2 separate regions of the Mus musculus genome follow, and region 1 is linked to region 2. Evidence: chromatin contacts called from public promoter capture Hi-C data. All regions are on one chromosome and are shown on one strand. The core of a region is the stretch at or near the end of the contact, and the rest is flanking DNA. Distances in the headings are between cores, read along the strand shown. Region 1 holds the start of Chd9 (chromodomain helicase DNA binding protein 9). Region 2 has its middle 21 kb from the start of Mir8110.

Region 1 (4,004 bases), core at 1,499-3,998, 1.8 Mb before region 2:
ACAGCACCACAACCTTTGTCTGAAGAAAGATTTTCCAACATGAATTCTACCACAAAACACATAACTGACTTCTGAGCTTAGGGACATCAGGCAGCATCAGGATCAGGGACCATTGTTATCAGCCAAGTCACCAAGAAAAAGTACAAACACATACACACACACACACACACACACACACACACACACACACACACACAAAATTGTGGTACCCATTAGACCATAGAACAGATACTCGTTTATGCAAATAGCCTCTACATTATGATGGCCCTCAATACCCACAAACCTACTGGAAGCAGAAAATATTGTAGGCTGGAGGTACACTGCTTGCACCCAACCTGTTGAACGTGCTAGCTTCAGCAACAGGGCACGTCGGAGCCTGTAGGTGTTTCCCCTTCTGATCACATGGCTGCCTGAGAGAGGCAGCTCATTGCTGCTGCCCTGCATAACAAGAAAGGGACCTCCTACAAACTGCGGGTCCAGGGAAAGACCAAGATTGACAGTAAAGTTCACCTTGCACAAAACGCATGTGACTTTCGTATCCCTAGTAAAGCCCGAAAGCCAGAAGGGAAGCCATTAGAATAGAAATAGAATAGAATAGGAAGCCATTATTAGAATAGAAGCCAGCCATTGTTTGCAGATGGACACCTGAAGAGAGATGACAAAACTTTTTCTTGTTTGACCTCAGCTCAGGACAGGAACATTGGTTGACAACTTTTTCTTTTCTTTGTTTGTTTTTGTTTTTTTCAAGACAGGGTTTCTCTGGGTAGCCCTGGCTGTTCTGGAACTCAAATTGTAGACCAGACTGGACTCGAACTTAGAGAACCATCTGCTTCTGCCTTCTGAGTGCTGGGATTAAAGGTGTGCACTAACACACTGAACTCAGGCGACAATATTTTTGATGTTCTGAAAGGTTCAAATATGACTGTCAAAGTACCAGGGGTATTGATTTGGGGAGACACAATCCAATTTAGCAAGTCTTTGAGTTTGTTAAATATAATGTAGATCTCGTGAACTCCTAGCTGTTTTCATTGTTGTGTATGAGTTCATAGAGGGCTGATTTACCCCTCTCTGTCTTGCCCACATTTTATGGTTTGTGTCAGGAAGCCTACCTGGCACACAGTACGTGCTGGATAACGATTATATTTCCATTGATGGATTGAAGAAGTTCAGTGGAAGGGTCATGCTCGTGACCATGGGTTCACCCCTGGACTAGGTATCTGCTTGGTGTGTGTGTGTGTGTGTGTGTGTGTGTGTGTATGTGTGGTGTGTGTGTGTGTGTGTGTGTGTGTGTGTGTGACAGAGAGAGAGAGAGAGAGAGAGAGAGAGAGAGAACCTAGGGTCTCATGTATACTTAGCAAGCACTCTAGCAACAAAGCCACATTCCTAGCTCCTAGTCTGCCTCTGATCATGTTGATAACTTCCAGCAAGCCCTTTGGTTCCTAAGTCCCAGCTTTTGGGACATCAAAGTGGGGTATCTTAGCTCCCAGATGGGTTACTTCTGTCTACAGTACCTGCTACTCTGTGGATTATGATAAGAGTTGTGATGGTGCACAGGATGAACTGTGCCTGGCACAGAACTACTATCTGTAAACACAGGCTTTCAGTCTTAATCGTTCCCATAGCAACTCTTGAGAGTTTTATACCTCTGTACCCATTCCATAGATGTGGAAACTGAAAGTGAGGGTGATTGAGTGAGTTTATTTAAAGACACAAATAAGGGAGGGCTGGCTCTGGAGAGTCCAGGCTCCTGCTGCTAACACTTGGCTGTTACATAAGATTCACGGGGCCATTTTTTACTAGTTACAAAGTCGTCGTCCACCCCCCCCCCCCGCCCCCGGGTGTGCTTGGCTCCATTGATCAGAAGGATGAGTGCAGCCTGGATCCACTCCTGCACTCATCTGGGATTAGAGTGGGGGAGAACCCCTCTCTCCTCCTATCCACTTGGGGAACCCTTTCATACTGTACATGATTTGATTGGCTCTCTTTTCTCTGGCACTTCTGAGTTCCACCCTTTGGGGTAGGGTGTTGGCTTGTCACACTGAGTTTGACAGCCCAAAGGCAGAGGCAATTGCTGGTTGAAAAGGCAAGAGGGAGGGGGAGGGAAGAGAAGCCTTCCGGGCTTGTAATAGGGTCTTCTCTAACTCTTTTGGTCAAAGAGCCCTTGAATCTGGCTGCAAGCTGGAATCCCCTGGGGGAAGTTTTTAATAAAAGCTCCCCACGTCCAACTCAAACCAATTACATCTGGGGCTCGGGGTGGGGGTGGAGGCATGGAACCCAGACAGCAGCATGCCTTACTATCCCTTAACCAACAATCAATGCATGCCCAAGTTTGAGAAGTGCTGCGATCCTGTTCTCCCCTCAGCTCAACTGGAGGCACCCTAGGACAGCAGTCCCACCTTTCTGTGTTGAAGACTTGCTGTGTGGGGGCTGGGCGTGCCTTCCGGAGGCCCAGGCTCGTGAAGGATGTCTGAGTGCGAGCCAGGGACCTGGGGTTCTGCTCAGCTTAGGCCCAGCTCTGGGACAGCGGGGCTCCAGGTCCTCTTGGGGCAACAGCACATGTGGCCGCTCTGTCCTCGTTGGTCATCAATGCAAACCACAAACGAGGTTGCGCGGCGGCCAACCCACCCCAGCCTCAGACATTCTAGGGACACGCCCGAGGAATCCTTACCTTAGCTGCCGGCGCTGTCCTCCAGTCCCCGGAACCCTAGGACTCTGGTTCCATCTGTCTCCCTCGCCGGCGCCAGACAGGCGCCACTAGAGCGCAGGCACCACCTAGTGGCCGTAAGATGGTAGCGCGGGCAGGGGCTGGGAGGTGCGAGCGCAGTGCAGGGCGGAAATGCAGCTGGGCCTTCCCACGCTGGTGGCTTCCAACACCGCGGAGCCCGGGGGGGGGGCGCAGATTTGGCCTGGGCTGCACCACCTTCACCCCTTGGGGAGCGTGGGGAACGGAATTTGTTGTACTTTTTCTTGGAGGCGTGGAGGAGCTGTCAGGTCTGGGCCTCTGACCTGGGATCCACCCTGGGATTTTCCTGGCAGGGCTCATGGATCTTTCCTTTCCACCGTCAGCTTTCAGTACGCCCTAGTCTGGCGTGGCTTCTCCTTTAAACACCCTGGGAGCATCCGAGGATGCCACGGACTGGGTTTATTTCAAGCCCAGGGATGCCTATCCCTATCAGCAGTCCTTCACGTCACCTCCCACCCTTTCCCTGGTTTTCTGATGCCTCCATTACCTTCTGCTGACCTGTCTGTAACAACCCTGTCTGTACCAGTACGGGGGTGGAGTCCCGGAGACACAATTAGAACCCTTGGGATTTGGCCACCCAGGTGGTGTTTCTTCCGGAGGCTCATTAGCATGTCTTTGGCGGGTCGCCTGGCATCCCTGACTCCTTAGCCTCACATTCCAGCAACAACCTCCTTCATCACTGTGACGCCAAAAACACCCCTTTGGGTTTCCAAATGTCTCCCTGGTTGGAGGGAGAACTGCTCCAGGCTGAGAACTAATTAGCTGATAATTAAGATCAGATGACGCTAAATGAAGTCCACTGTCCACGGAAGTCCTATTACCACGCATTGTAGAGCTGAGGGGATCTTCAGGCCGGTCCTTTCCAGCAGGTTTCAGTATTTTCTTCTAACTAAGACATAGTGGACAGTGTTACAAAAATAGTGGATTTAGGGCTGGTGAGATGGCTCAGCAGGTAAGAGCACCCGACTGCTCTTCCGAAGGTCCTGAGTTCAAATCCCAGCAACCACATGGTGGATCACAACCATCCCTAACGAGATCTGACTCCCTCTTCTGGTGTGTCTGAAGACAGCTAGTGTACTTACATATAATAAATAAATAAATCTTTTTTAAAAAAAGTATAATGAATCCCTTAAAAAAAATAGTGGATTTAGAAAAAACAAAAAATTGCCGGAGTGGTGATTGGTTGTACTCGGGAGTCAGAAGCAGCGTCTGGTTTACATAGTAAACTCCAGGCTAGCCTGGGAAATGTCTCAGCAGGTAT
Region 2 (3,607 bases), core at 455-2,954:
TTTGGTTTTTTTTTCAGACAGGGTTTCTCTGTATAGCCCTGGCTGTCCTGGAACTCAGTCTGTAAACCAGGCTGGCCTCGAACCAAGAAACCTGCCTGCCTCTGCCTCTCAAGTGCTGGGATTAAAGGCTTGAGCCACCACTACAGGCTTCCTTTTACGTTTTTTGTTTGTTTGTTTGTTTGTTTTGTTTTTTCTTTTTCGAGACAGGGTTTCTCTGTGTAGCCCTGGCTGTCCTGGAACTCACTTTGTAGACCAGGTTGGCCTCGAACTCAGAAATCCACCTGCCTCTGCCTCCCGAGAGCTGGGATTAAAGGCGTGCGCCACCACGCCCGGCTTTACGTTTTTTTAAAGGATCCTTTGTACTGATTTCCACAGTGACTGTACCAATTAACAGTGGCACCAGTACTGTATAAGGGTCCACCAACCCCACCCCATTTTCCCTCAAAAGCATTTGCTATTTTTTTTTAAATAATGGTAGCCATTTAGGCTGAGGTGAGATGGAAATTCACAGTAGTTTTAATTTAATTTTGCTTATGTTCTTAGTTGTCCCTTCTCCTTGGGATATTTCTAGGTTTTCTGACTCACGAAAAAATGGGAGTCTACCGCTATGAACATTCCTGTGATATTAACTGTCAGGTGTTGAGAACACAGCTCAGAGTCAGCTGGTGTGCTGTGTCTTCACTGCACAGCACTGAGCTTTCCGGAGCTTCCTTTTGTGTGGCAGACAAACTTCAAATGAATTGAGGATCATTTTCCCAAGAAACCTTTAAGTTGAGCGATAATAGAAAGTAGTTAGTAGAATATTACACTCTTCATTTGGGCAAGCAGATGGGATGCCTGCTTTTAGATTTAATCGGGGGGGAGGGGGGGGCTTGGCAGACAGGTAGGGATGCCATGTCTTTTAGTTGAAGTCTCTTTCTTTTCAGGAAAGAAAGAAACTGCTTAATAGTCAGTGCCTCCAGCACCCCACCCCCACAGTCAACTCCCCAGCACCTCAGCACTAGTAATGCCTAACTTTTAGTTCTCAGTCCTGATGACATTACAAAGTACAAAGGTCATCTAACAGCAAGCGAATCCATTTTTAACAAATCTATTACACTCTTCCTGTCTTACAAAAAAGGTAGTGTGTGTCTGAAAAATAAAACACAGGCTGCTTAAAACACAAAACATATCCCCCAATCTCCATTTACACAGACACAGACATAAATAAATGATTTAACAATCTGGGAGTCACGAGTCTCTGACCTCATGCTTTCTCAACTTCTTTGAAAAGATTTTGATATCAATTGTTACTCTTTTTTCCCCAGAAGCATAATACACGGTAACCTTAGCACGCACAATCTGCTCCAAACAGAGGGATACAGACAAGGGCCGTCAATGGTAGATTTTAATGTCCTAGCCAGGCTTATGTTACCTTGCTAGAAATGAAATCTGTCCTCCCCCTCCCCCAAGCTCAAGTCCCTGGACACCCCCATCGGAGATCATTTGTTATGCAAAATTCTGCGAGGCGTTCAAAATTAATTCACAGTGCTCTTTCCGCTCCGAGCCCCAGTTCCTAATAATGGGCTTTCTCAACAGGTGTTCATTGTACCAGCCTGACTTCAAGTTGCCTGACTAAAGGTTTTATTCTTTAGCCATTCCTTTCTTAATCTTGACCTTGTAATTTACTAATCGGCGGCAGCAGCTGCCAAGGAGGGCCCAGCTGTTTACAGGAGGGGACACATACCACCAAGGTGGCTCAGGCAGGGAAGGAAGCCCCAGTCACTGCTGACAGGAAAAAAGGAGACATTGACATTCCCCATTTGAAGGCAAGGACAAAGCTCAGGTCCAGACTAATCTACAAAGTACCTTCTTGTTAGGTTAGACTGACAGGTGGTAAGCCATAGCCACTTCCCTTTGGGATGATTTGGGCTAGCCTTAGATTAGGCATAAGTGAATGGGCAAGGAATTTTAACAAAGCAAAAAAACACTACCAGAAAAAAAAAATGCTGGGTCAAAGGAAAGACTTTTAAAATGATTTATTTTTTATTTTATATGCATTGGTGTTTTGCCTGTATGTCTGTGTGTCCGGACCCCTGGAATTGGAGTTACAGACAGTTGTGAGCTGTTATGTGGGTGCTGGGAACTGACCCGGGGTCCTCTAGAAGAGCAGCCTGTGCTTTTAACCATAGAGCCATCTCTCATAGAGCCCCTAGGGAAGACTTTTTAAAAGTACATTTGTCGATGCCCGTGTGCTAAATGTATCAACATCCAGGTGTGTCTTCTTTTGAGGTCCTGAGCGATGGTGTGGACCATGGTGTTGTCCTGAAGAGACTCCTGGACATCTGGCTCATCGGAAGCACTTCAGTGTCTGTGCATTGCAAATGCATGAGGCCAACTTCCTGGTTCCCAAACTTCCAGAAGTATAGAGTCCATAGTCCTGTCTTTCCCTTGTCGTTCAATTCTCTGGCCTCAACAATCCCATCTGTACAGTGGGTTCTCCAACTTCATTCTCCTCGGTCACAGAAAGTCAGAAAGCTTTGAGCAGGTGCGCCTGGGAAGGAGGCTGTTCTGGCTAGGCAGCAAACGGCTTGTGCTGTGGTTAAAGAGCAGCAGCCTCCTCTGCCACACAGCAAGTCCTGGCCTCTCACTTTGCAAGTCAAGTTGTACCCACATCTGAGTTCTGGACTGTGTTACAGAGCACATGTCTAAGGCTAGAACCAAACTGAATCCTGTCACCCAGGTGAAGATGGAGTCCCTGGGGTTAAGAGGACATTTAGGTGGCTGGCTTTAACCTTGTCCTGGCTCAAGGCAGCTTCCTGTGGAGCCAGAACAAGGATGGATAAAGCTCCGATTCCTGCTGGCCCCCAGACTTCCTGAAGGACAGTGGATTCCCTCATTGTTTACTGAGGAAAGTAAACACAGACTGGTAACTTCTGAGTCACAGCAGAAGTCCCCTGGGAACCCAGGACTGAGAGGAGTCTCCAGATGACAGGGCCTCAAGTACTTGTTGGAGATCACCAGTCCCTGATACAGACTCCAGGGAAACTCACCACAGGGAGCCCGGAGGCCCTCTGGACTGTGTTCAGGCAGAAGCCTGCTCCCAGCCTTCACCATGGCTGTCCCCTCCCCACAGCTCTCTTGAGTGCCTTCAAATGACAATTATAACTTCTCAAACTGCGAAGACCAAAGAGAAGAGGTGCAGTTCGCTCTTGGGCCACAGCACCTACCAGCCATTTTCTATTCGTGGGCAGAGGGCCTGAGTTGTGTGACACACAGAGACCTCCCTTGTTCAGCTCCTATGAGCCTTTCCAACTGTGGGAGAAACAGAAAGATTTCCTGGGCTCCAAAGATCACTCCCCAGCCTTCCCTCACTTGGTGTAGGAAGCTAGCACCATATGATTTAAACCAGAAAATGCGCTTTGTCGGGAGGGCTCGGTGAGTAACTATGTAAGGTGGACACTGTAGCAAGGCATCCCGAGGCGGATCTAGTGGGAGATGGTGTACCAGATGATTTGGGCAGCTTGCGGACTCTGGTTAGCACATCTGGAAACACCCGCTGCTGTAGGCCTGGAGAGGTGAGCCTCAGGACGAGGGTAGTTTCCAGTCACCACTAGGTACGATTGAC

The links. Promoter capture Hi-C pulls out the DNA fragments that hold promoters and counts their contacts.
Region 1: a contact with region 2 is called in a promoter capture Hi-C map of embryonic stem cells, with 5 times the contacts expected there. The contact joins the promoter of Chd9 here to the enhancer-like site in region 2. A contact is called at or near these places in 1 of 39 promoter capture datasets (embryonic stem cells), 1 of 484 Hi-C or Micro-C datasets (embryonic stem cells), 6 of 115 datasets of contacts at active chromatin or transcription factors (astrocytes, embryonic stem cells and epiblast stem cells) and 1 of 9 other capture datasets (embryonic stem cells).

The regions. Positions count from the first base shown.
Region 1 is chr8:90,827,579-90,831,582 of GRCm38.p6, reverse strand. It overlaps Chd9 (chromodomain helicase DNA binding protein 9), which reads right to left and starts at 2,748. Exons shown (of 40, transcript NM_177224.2): 1 at 2,669-2,748.
Region 2 is chr8:89,001,633-89,005,239 of GRCm38.p6, reverse strand. No RefSeq gene overlaps it. Among named protein-coding and RNA genes, the nearest start is that of Mir8110, 21 kb to the left of the region's middle. RefSeq lists a cis regulatory region at 1-3,607. Within about 2 kb of position 1,704, at least 29 of the 459 cell types and tissues checked have an H3K27ac peak or open chromatin away from gene starts, as enhancers often do. A contact at or near this core is called in embryonic stem cells and epiblast stem cells, where this site is marked.